2 separate regions of the Sus scrofa genome follow, and region 1 is linked to region 2. The links are chromatin contacts, called in public HiChIP or PLAC-seq maps. All regions are on one chromosome and are shown on one strand. Each heading gives the region's core, a stretch centred on a gene start, on an enhancer-like site or on the middle of the called end of the contact. The rest is flanking DNA. Distances are from core to core; before and after follow the strand shown.

The links. HiChIP or PLAC-seq counts read pairs in DNA pulled down with a chosen protein or histone mark.
Region 1: an H3K27ac HiChIP or PLAC-seq map of alveolar macrophages shows a contact between it and region 2. The contact joins two enhancer-like sites. A contact is called at or near these places in 1 of 47 Hi-C or Micro-C datasets (embryonic fibroblasts) and 1 of 2 datasets of contacts at active chromatin or transcription factors (alveolar macrophages).

The regions. Positions count from the first base shown.
Region 1 is chr2:49,621,294-49,625,344 of Sscrofa11.1, forward strand. SBF2 (myotubularin-related protein 13) reads left to right here. Exons shown (of 40, transcript XM_003122980.5): 22 at 1-65; 23 at 3,803-3,930. Among named protein-coding and RNA genes, the nearest start is that of SWAP70, 180 kb to the right of the region's middle. Within about 2 kb of position 1,323, at least 3 of the 83 cell types and tissues checked have an H3K27ac peak or open chromatin away from gene starts, as enhancers often do. A contact at or near this core is called in alveolar macrophages, where this site is marked.
Region 2 is chr2:49,056,003-49,060,259 of Sscrofa11.1, forward strand. It overlaps AMPD3 (AMP deaminase 3), which reads right to left. Exons shown (of 15, transcript XM_013994571.2): 3 at 980-1,184. Among named protein-coding and RNA genes, the nearest start is that of AMPD3, 27 kb to the right of the region's middle. Within about 2 kb of position 2,844, at least 16 of the 83 cell types and tissues checked have an H3K27ac peak or open chromatin away from gene starts, as enhancers often do. A contact at or near this core is called in alveolar macrophages, where this site is marked.

The sequences.
Region 1 (4,051 bases), core at 73-2,572, 560 kb after region 2:
AGAAGGAGCCTTGTTCCTCACCACATATAGAATTCTGTTCAGAGGGACTCCCCATGATCAGCTAGGTATGGCTCATATTATGCCAACAGAGCAGGGATATCTATGTGCCACGTGAGGCTTTGATTCCATCTGTGTACAGTGACTTGCAGGTCAATTCAGATTCAGAGTAAGCCTTTTGCCACACAGGTATTTTTTTAGACTACTTTCGTCGGTCAAAGCTAATGATAATTTAGATCATAGATTCTTATTTGAAGAACCAAGGGTATCTTCTAAACAGAACCATCCACTGAAACTATAGTAATTTCATGAGGCAGTGTATTGTGACTTAGAGATATCACAGGATCCAGCTGCTAACAATGTCCCTGCCGATTTGCCCCACCTTCTGAGTCCTACAGTAAACTGTAAGGCTGAGGTTTTCTAGATACATGATCCCTTTTGTGGAAGGATGTGCTAAGCATTGCAGGGCTTGTGCAGCACTGACAGATTAACCCCACTCCCTCCCCTTCCATTTCAACTAACCCCAATCCTCTCTTAGCAGACTTCTCCTCTATTCACTAAACTTCTTCAACTGCTATTTTCTATTACTCTCTACAATCTTCTGTATTAGAAAGGAAGTACATGCCCTATCAAGTCTGAATTATCTTTTTAAAATCACTGTCGTCTCTATACTATTCTGGTTGATAGGCAAAGCATGTAAGGTTTTGGGTAAAATTATTGAATTCTAAATCAAGAAGCTCAAGTTTAAATCACTGGTGACCAATCTGTTTATCTTATGTAAGTCGCATCACCTCTCTGGGTTTCAATTTCCCCTTTTATAAAGTTAGGGAATTGGGCTTTCTTGGTGGTAATCCAGTGGCTCTCGGCCTTGACTGCATGTTTGAATTATCTGGGGTGTTTCTTTGTGGCTCAGTGGTAATGAACCTGACTAGTATCCAGATTTGATCCCTGGCCTCGCTCAGTGGGTTGAGGATCTGGCATTGCCATGAGCTGTGGTGTAGGTCACAGACGTGGCTCAGATCCTGCATCACTGTGGCTGTGCCATAGGCCAGCAGCTACAGTTCTGATTCAACCCTAGCTTGGGAATTTCCATATGCCATGGGTGTGGCCCTAAAAAGACAAAAAAAAAATTAAAAATAAATAAATAAAATTGAATTATCCGGGAAGCTTTTTCTAAAACAATCAATTTCTGTGTGCAGCTCTCAAACAATTAAATTAGAGTCTGGAACAGGATTCTATGAAAGCAGAGACCCTGGCATCTGTGTAATTTTAAGCCCCAGAAGTGATTGTGATACATACTGAGATTGAGAAACACTGGAATAAGTGGCCACAAGAATTCCTTCCTCATCTGAAATTATTTATTCAGTAGCATATGATGATTATGTACCATGTGCTATGCACTTTGTTAGTGGATTTCAGATGTGTAAACTGTGTATCTTCACAATCTCATAGTTTTATAATTCCTTGCTTAGATAGAATCAAAATGGCTTATTTTCTTGGTCATAAAGATCGTTTATCAAAAAATAAATAAATAGGAGTTCCCTGGTGGCTCAGTGGGTTAAGGACCTGACATTTGTCACTGCCATGGTACAGCTTTGACCCCTGGCATGGAAACGTCCCCACACTGGTGGTATGGCCCAAGGGGAAAAAAAAATTGTTTACCACATAAAAAACAAAAAGCTCATAAATTCAGTAAACTAAATTAGGAGTTCCCGTCATGGCGCAGCAGAATCGAATCTGACTAGGAACCATGAGGTTGCAGGCTTGATCCCTGGCCTCGCTCAGTGGATTAAGGATCCGGCATTGCCATGAGCTGTGGTGTAGGTCACAGATGGCTCAGATCTGGTGTTGCTGTGGCTGTGGCATAGGCCAGCAGCTATAGCTCCAATTCGACCCCTAGCCTGGGAACCTCCATATGCCATGGGTATGGCCCTAAAAAGACAAAAGACAAAAAAAACAAAAATAAATAAACAAAATTAATCAATAGGAATAGTGCTCATTTTGAAAAAGAGTGAAAAAATAGAGCAAACTTTCTCAGCCCTTTCCTGTCATATTACTATAAATATTTGTATTTGTAAGCAAGTGTAGTTTTAAAACTAAATATCCCATACTTACTGTTTTTGTACTACAACTTTTGTGAACTCAATGGCTATAAACATACATTTTGGGCATATAAGTATATGAGATATTTGGTCATTTAAATTTCTTTACTTCATTTCTTTTAAATAAATAAAAGTCATATTTAGTGGGAAAGCTTGTCTCTTGTTTTTTCCTGACAATTTTTAGGTTAATTTCACATTTTAAAAAATATTTAAGAGAAAACCTTTGATATTTGCTTCTTTTCTTTCTCTCTCTCTCTCTCTCTCTCTCTCTCTTTTTTTTTTTTTTCCTTCTTTTTAGGGCGGCAGGATATGGAGGTTCCCAGGCTAGGGGTTGAACTGCAGCTGCAGCTGCCAGCCTACACCATGGCCACAGCAATGCCAGATCCTCGCCTGTGTCTGTGACCTACACCACAGCTCACAGCAACGCCAGAGCCTTAACCCACTGAGCGAGGCCAGGGATTGAACCCCCAACCTCATGGCTCCTAGTCGGTTTCATTTCCGCTGCACCACGACAGGAATTCCTCTTTTCTCATTTTAAGTTAATTTATATTTTAAAATTTCACCTTTAGTGCCCCATAGAAATCTGACCATTTTACCTGTGTTATATAAGCATAAGTTATTTAATATTAGAACTTAAATCCTTTGTACATCTTAATTTTGTTTAGCTTCTGGATGTTGAGTTTTAATGTAAGAGGATAATCAGAATTTTCCAGGTTGGGAATTTACAGTCAGGGAATGAGGAATTCTGGTAATAGTAAGTAGATTATTGGCACATGGGCTCTTAGGTCAGGTAAACCTAGTTCAGAGCTCAACCCCTCTGGCTTACCTAGCCAAGAGGCCTTGCCTGTTGCTACTCCTGTTCTATTACTTGTACTGCTACTTGAAATGCCTACCTTTCCCCCTCTGCAGACCCAAACCTATATTCCCTTCAAAGCCCACCTTCCCTCTCACTTCTTTCAGGATTCATTCTCTAGCCATCTTGTATGCAGAAATCTTCTCCCCTTCTGAAATATTTAAAGCCTCATTCTCTCAGATCGAGGCACTCATTTCATGTTGTATTCTGCATGTGACTTTCCTCTTCCCTGGGGAGTTGTGTACTCTGCACAGGAGGCCTTGTGTGTGCTACTTCTTTTCTCCATGCTCATCTTCATACCCTCAGGTAGTTGATAACTAACTACTTATGTTTTCCTTGTCTTGCTTTAATATTTAAACTCCTAAAAAGTCTTGGGTCTAAGCCCAGTCCTAGATCTTCTGAGGGCACATATAGATAGCATAGCACCTTTATACAAAAAGAAACCTTAACAACCGTTTCTCTTTTGCTTTATTTTTACATTAAATATGAGAAATATCTTTGTAATATTTGAAGATGCTTCTTTTCTTCCTTATAAAACCCATTCTTCCTGTTAAGTTGCCTTAAACCAGATGATCCTATGTGGTACAGAATAGGCTGGGGAACTAGAATGAAGATTGACAGGCAGTGACAGTTTCTTCACTCCAGGAAAAGATTGTATCTGAGGAATGAATTGCCATGCAGCACAATTAATGAATGCGATTCTGGAATCATGGTCATTTCTCTTGCTGCATTCCTGGACACTGCCTCTCCAGATACATTTCTCCAGCAAAGGCTGGTGAAATGAGCAGCAGAGACTCTAGAAATGAGCTGTAAACTGCTATTGCTGAGTCTGAGCCCTGTCTTCCTGTAGTTGGTGAGCAGACGGTTGTGCGAAGTTTTCCCATTGCTTCGATCACCAAGGAGAAGAAGATCACAATGCAGAACCAGCTACAGCAGAACATGCAAGAAGGACTGCAGATCACATCAGCATCTTTTCAGGTATTAAGAAAGGGAGGCATGCTTCTACTATTTAACAGTATTCGTCTACTATTCTACTTTTTAAAGGCCATTCTTCTACAATTTCTACAGACGATGCCATGGCCACTTTCTTGTGGTTATG
Region 2 (4,257 bases), core at 1,594-4,093:
CCCCAGTAAAACCTCAGGCGCTGGGTCTCTATGAGCTTTCATGGTAGACGAGTTTCACACATGCTGTCACACTTTAATGCAGAGGGAACTGATTTTGCTCTGGCCACTCCACTGGAAGGGATTCCTGGGAAAAGCTTGACATTAGCCTCCTCCAGACTCTCACCCACTTCTTCCCTTGGCTGCCCTGGCTCTGCATCCTTGCACAGCAACAGATCCTAGTCATGAGTATAGCCATGTGCCGAGTCCTAGGAGTCCTCTTGGCAAATCATGGAACCCAGAGGTGGTTTGGGGGACCCCAACAAAGGAGGAGAGTTGGGCCGATGAAACGGAGGTAGGTGTTCCCGCCTGCACACCCCGGGCCAGCCTCAGTGCTGCAGACTGAACCTCAAGGCAGCTGCTACTGCACCCAGCAAATGAAGTGGCAAAGCCTGGACCTGATGAGGGTGAGCATCATCATTTTCAGCTAAGAAAATACCTGGGTCCTTCAGAAGGAAAGACCAAAACTTCTGTGTGCTCAGTCTGCCGCTTTGCCAACCCCAGGCTTCTGACTCCACTGGCAATCGCCCCAATTCACCCCGTCCACAAGCGCTTATGTGTTATGGGACAGACCCTGGCCATAGATTTCATTTGGTCCTCACTGCAAGCTCTTTCGCACCTGGGCGAACGGAGACCCAGAGAGAATAAATCACAGGAAGTGACAAAGTCAAACTTCAGACTCTGATCTGATTGATTTCCAAAGTCCAAGGATGCTCTGTTTTCCCAGAGCGGCCTCGTCTCAGAAATGAATGAGATAAATTACCCCCTTCCAGGGAGTTCATCAATCTTGGTCTGCTGGGCAAAGCGCGTGTGGCAGAAACCTGAACATGCTCAGGGAGACAAGCAGCTACACAGACAGTTGTTTATAAGAGGGGATGAGCGATGCAGCAGAGGGAGGTACCAGCTGGAGCACAGAGCCCTCAGAGAGCGGGAGTCGCCTTACCCCAGCACAGTAATCTCCGCTGATGGTGACCCGCTGGAACTCGGGCATGGCATACAGTGCAGGCGCGGGCTGGGAAGTGATTCCAGGGAGCACAGGGGTTGCAGGAGACATGGCCGGACTGGCTGTTGGGGGTCCCTTCCAATCTTGCTGCGTCGGCATTTGCAGAGACAGGGACTGGGACCGAATCATCTTAAAACTTTTCTTTCTAAAAGTCAAGAGCAAGGAAATGTGAGAGATAGAAGCAGCTAATTTGAGGGGAGTGATAAAAGAGTCTTTGTTCTGGACATGGCAGGACAATCTGACTCTGATTAATCACTAGTGCTGGACCCATTATTAAGAAGTTTCTAGGAGTTCCTGTTGTGGCTCAGAGGTAACGACCCCGACCAGTAGCCATGAGGATAAGGGTTTGATCCCTGGCCTCCCTCAGTGGGTTAAGGATCCAGCATGGCCATGAGTTGCGATGTAGGTCATAGACGCAACTCAGATCTGGTGTGACTATGGCTATGGTGTAGGCTGGCAGCTGCAGCTCTGATTCAACCCCAAGCCCAGCAACTTTTTTTAGGGCCATGGAAGCAGCCCTTAAAAAAAAAAAAAAAAAAAAATTCTCAACTCTGACTAGCATCCATGAGGACATAGGTTCGATCCCTGGCCTTGCTCAGTGGGTTTAGGATCTGGCTTTGCCATGAGCTTCGGTGTAGGCCACAGACCAAAGCTTGGATGTGGTGCTGCTGTGGCTGTGGCATAGGCTGGAGGCTGCAGCTCCAATTTGACCCCTAGCCCGGGAACCTCCATATGCCAAGGGTACAACCACCACCCCCAAAAAAGTTTCTAATTATTCATGCCTTCCTCTCCCTGAATGCAATACTCTAGGCACCCTGTGGTCACTAAGAACTGCTGTGGGCTGTGTTTGCAGGGTGCGTGGAGCATCGGAGTAGGCAAATGTCTCAGGAGACAGAGGGAAGACTGATCTGTGGGGGTCTAACTCTGAGGGCAGACGAGGTGAGGACCATGTCAAATCAACCAGCATGCTGTCTTCAGATAAAGCCAGACCCTGAGTCCCAGTACACAGAGTCTCAGATAATCACCGTGCATTTCACAGAGTTAGAAAACGGGGGCACTGGAGCCAGAAAAGCTCATGCCATCAACCCGTCCCACCTCCTGTTTTCATAAAGGACTCAGGGGACCAGGGATGGGAAACAAATTCTACAAAGTCATGGCCAGGTGGCAGCTAGCCCTTCGCACCCCACCTCCCTGGCAGCCTGTCACCCTGGCTGCTCCTTCCTGCAGCCTGACATGTGCCTTCCTGGCTGCTCTGGGCAGGCACAGATCTGTTATTGGAAAGGGACTGATCAGCATCAATTCCAGTCCTCTCAACTTGTCACCTTGGCACCAAAGGCTGATTTCACAAACTCCTGGGGAAGCAGGTGCAAGGTTGGTTTCAAATGCCACAAGCTCATGCTTATCTGCAATGCTGACTTAGGAACATTCATTTTCCTGTTAACTAATTAGTAATGTTTCAAACGACACCACCCCAAGTCCTAGGATCCCCAGGAAGAAAGTCAGGCAAGAGGGAGGTGAGGACCTCAGCACTTCCTCTCCCATGTCTTTTTCTGCCTCTGAGGGAACCCAGACCCCCAGCAATGCCAGAAACCAGCTGACCAGAGGGCCCAGCAGTGGGCCAACTAGCCCGGTACAACCAGAGCCTCCAGCCAAGAATTCAAGAGCAACTGTGACCACTCCCTGCCCCCAAAGCCCACAAAAACCCCTCCTCTTCTCCAGGCACCAGTGACATCTACAGGGTATGGAGAAATTTGTTATCTCCAAACGGACCTCATGACTCACCCGAAACCAGCTATCTTCCTCCTGGCTCTTGGCCAGGTCTCTCCTCACTGATCCATGGCCAATTTACAGGAACTACAGTTCCCTGACCTCTCTCTACACCCAATGCTTGCCATGGCTCTCTGGTCACTATCCACCCACGTGTGTTATCACTTCTTTGGGGACAAGGCTATTTCTACCTGGAAAATGGAGGCAGCCCCTTTATCAGAAGTCTGTCTTTGCCCTGCCCTTAAATGCTAGGTTATTCAGGAAACCCAGGCTGAACTTCAGGAACCTCCAGCCCAGGTTTTCCCCAGCTTGCCCTCCATCTATCACATGGAGCTGAGTCAAGCATCTTGTCCCAAGAAAGAGGCCAACTGATGCCTGTCAATCATTCCTCAGAGGCAGGCCCACGTTGAGTAATGAGGTTCCCACTTTGGCATCTTTGGGATGGTCACACCTAGAAGAAAAGCCATTACGTTGGGCTCCGTCTCATGTTCTGACAGGCCCCATGAGACCCTGACTCCTGTGTCACTCACATGCCTGCTAGGTCACTATCTTTATCTCCATGCCAACTTAACCCCCACAAGCCTCAGCCAATGCTGCCTAAGGACCAGTCCTGATAAGGAAAGAACCGAGGTAACATCTAAGGTGAACAACAGGTTAAAAAGGCTTTAAAAAATAATAATAATAACTCGGAAGTTCCCATCATGGCTCAGTGGTAACGAGCCCAACTAGGATCCATGAGGACTCAGGTTCAATCCCTGGCCCTGCTCAATGGGTTAAGGATTCAGCATTGCCGCAAGCTGTGGTATAGGTCACAGACATGGCTCAGATCCCACATTGCTGTGGCTGTGGTGTAGGCTGGCAGCTGCAGCTCTGATTTGACCCCTAGCCTGGGAACCTCCATATGCCATGGAGTGTGGCCCTAAAAAGACAAATAATAATAACCCAACCATGATCAGAAAGCTGGAAGGCTGCCTAAGCCAAGAGCCCACCAGGCTTGTCCAAGAAACATCCATACTCCTCTGCCACAGAGAAGACACCAGTACCCACCAGCTGTGTCCCCAAGTTCACCTTCTTAAAGACACCCATTATGGCTCCAGCCTTGGACTTGAGGTGAGCCCCAGAAGGTCACATGTGGACATCCATGGGCTGGGAGCTCTGACTCTGCAGGGACAATGGACAGGTTTGACAACAGATGGGTCAACTCCTCATCAACCATGGGCAAGGGCTTGCAATAAACCAGCATTAACCACCAAACTTGTCTCCACGAAAACTAAAAAAGCTAAATGGAGGGAGTTCCCATTGTGGCTCAGCAGGTTACAAACCCAACAAGTATCCATGAGGATGTGGGTTCGATGCCAGGCCTCACTCAGTGGGTTAAGGATCCTGCGTTACTATGAGCTGTGGTGGTCGTCGCAGGTGCAGCTTGGATCCCGAGTTGCTGTGGCTGTGGT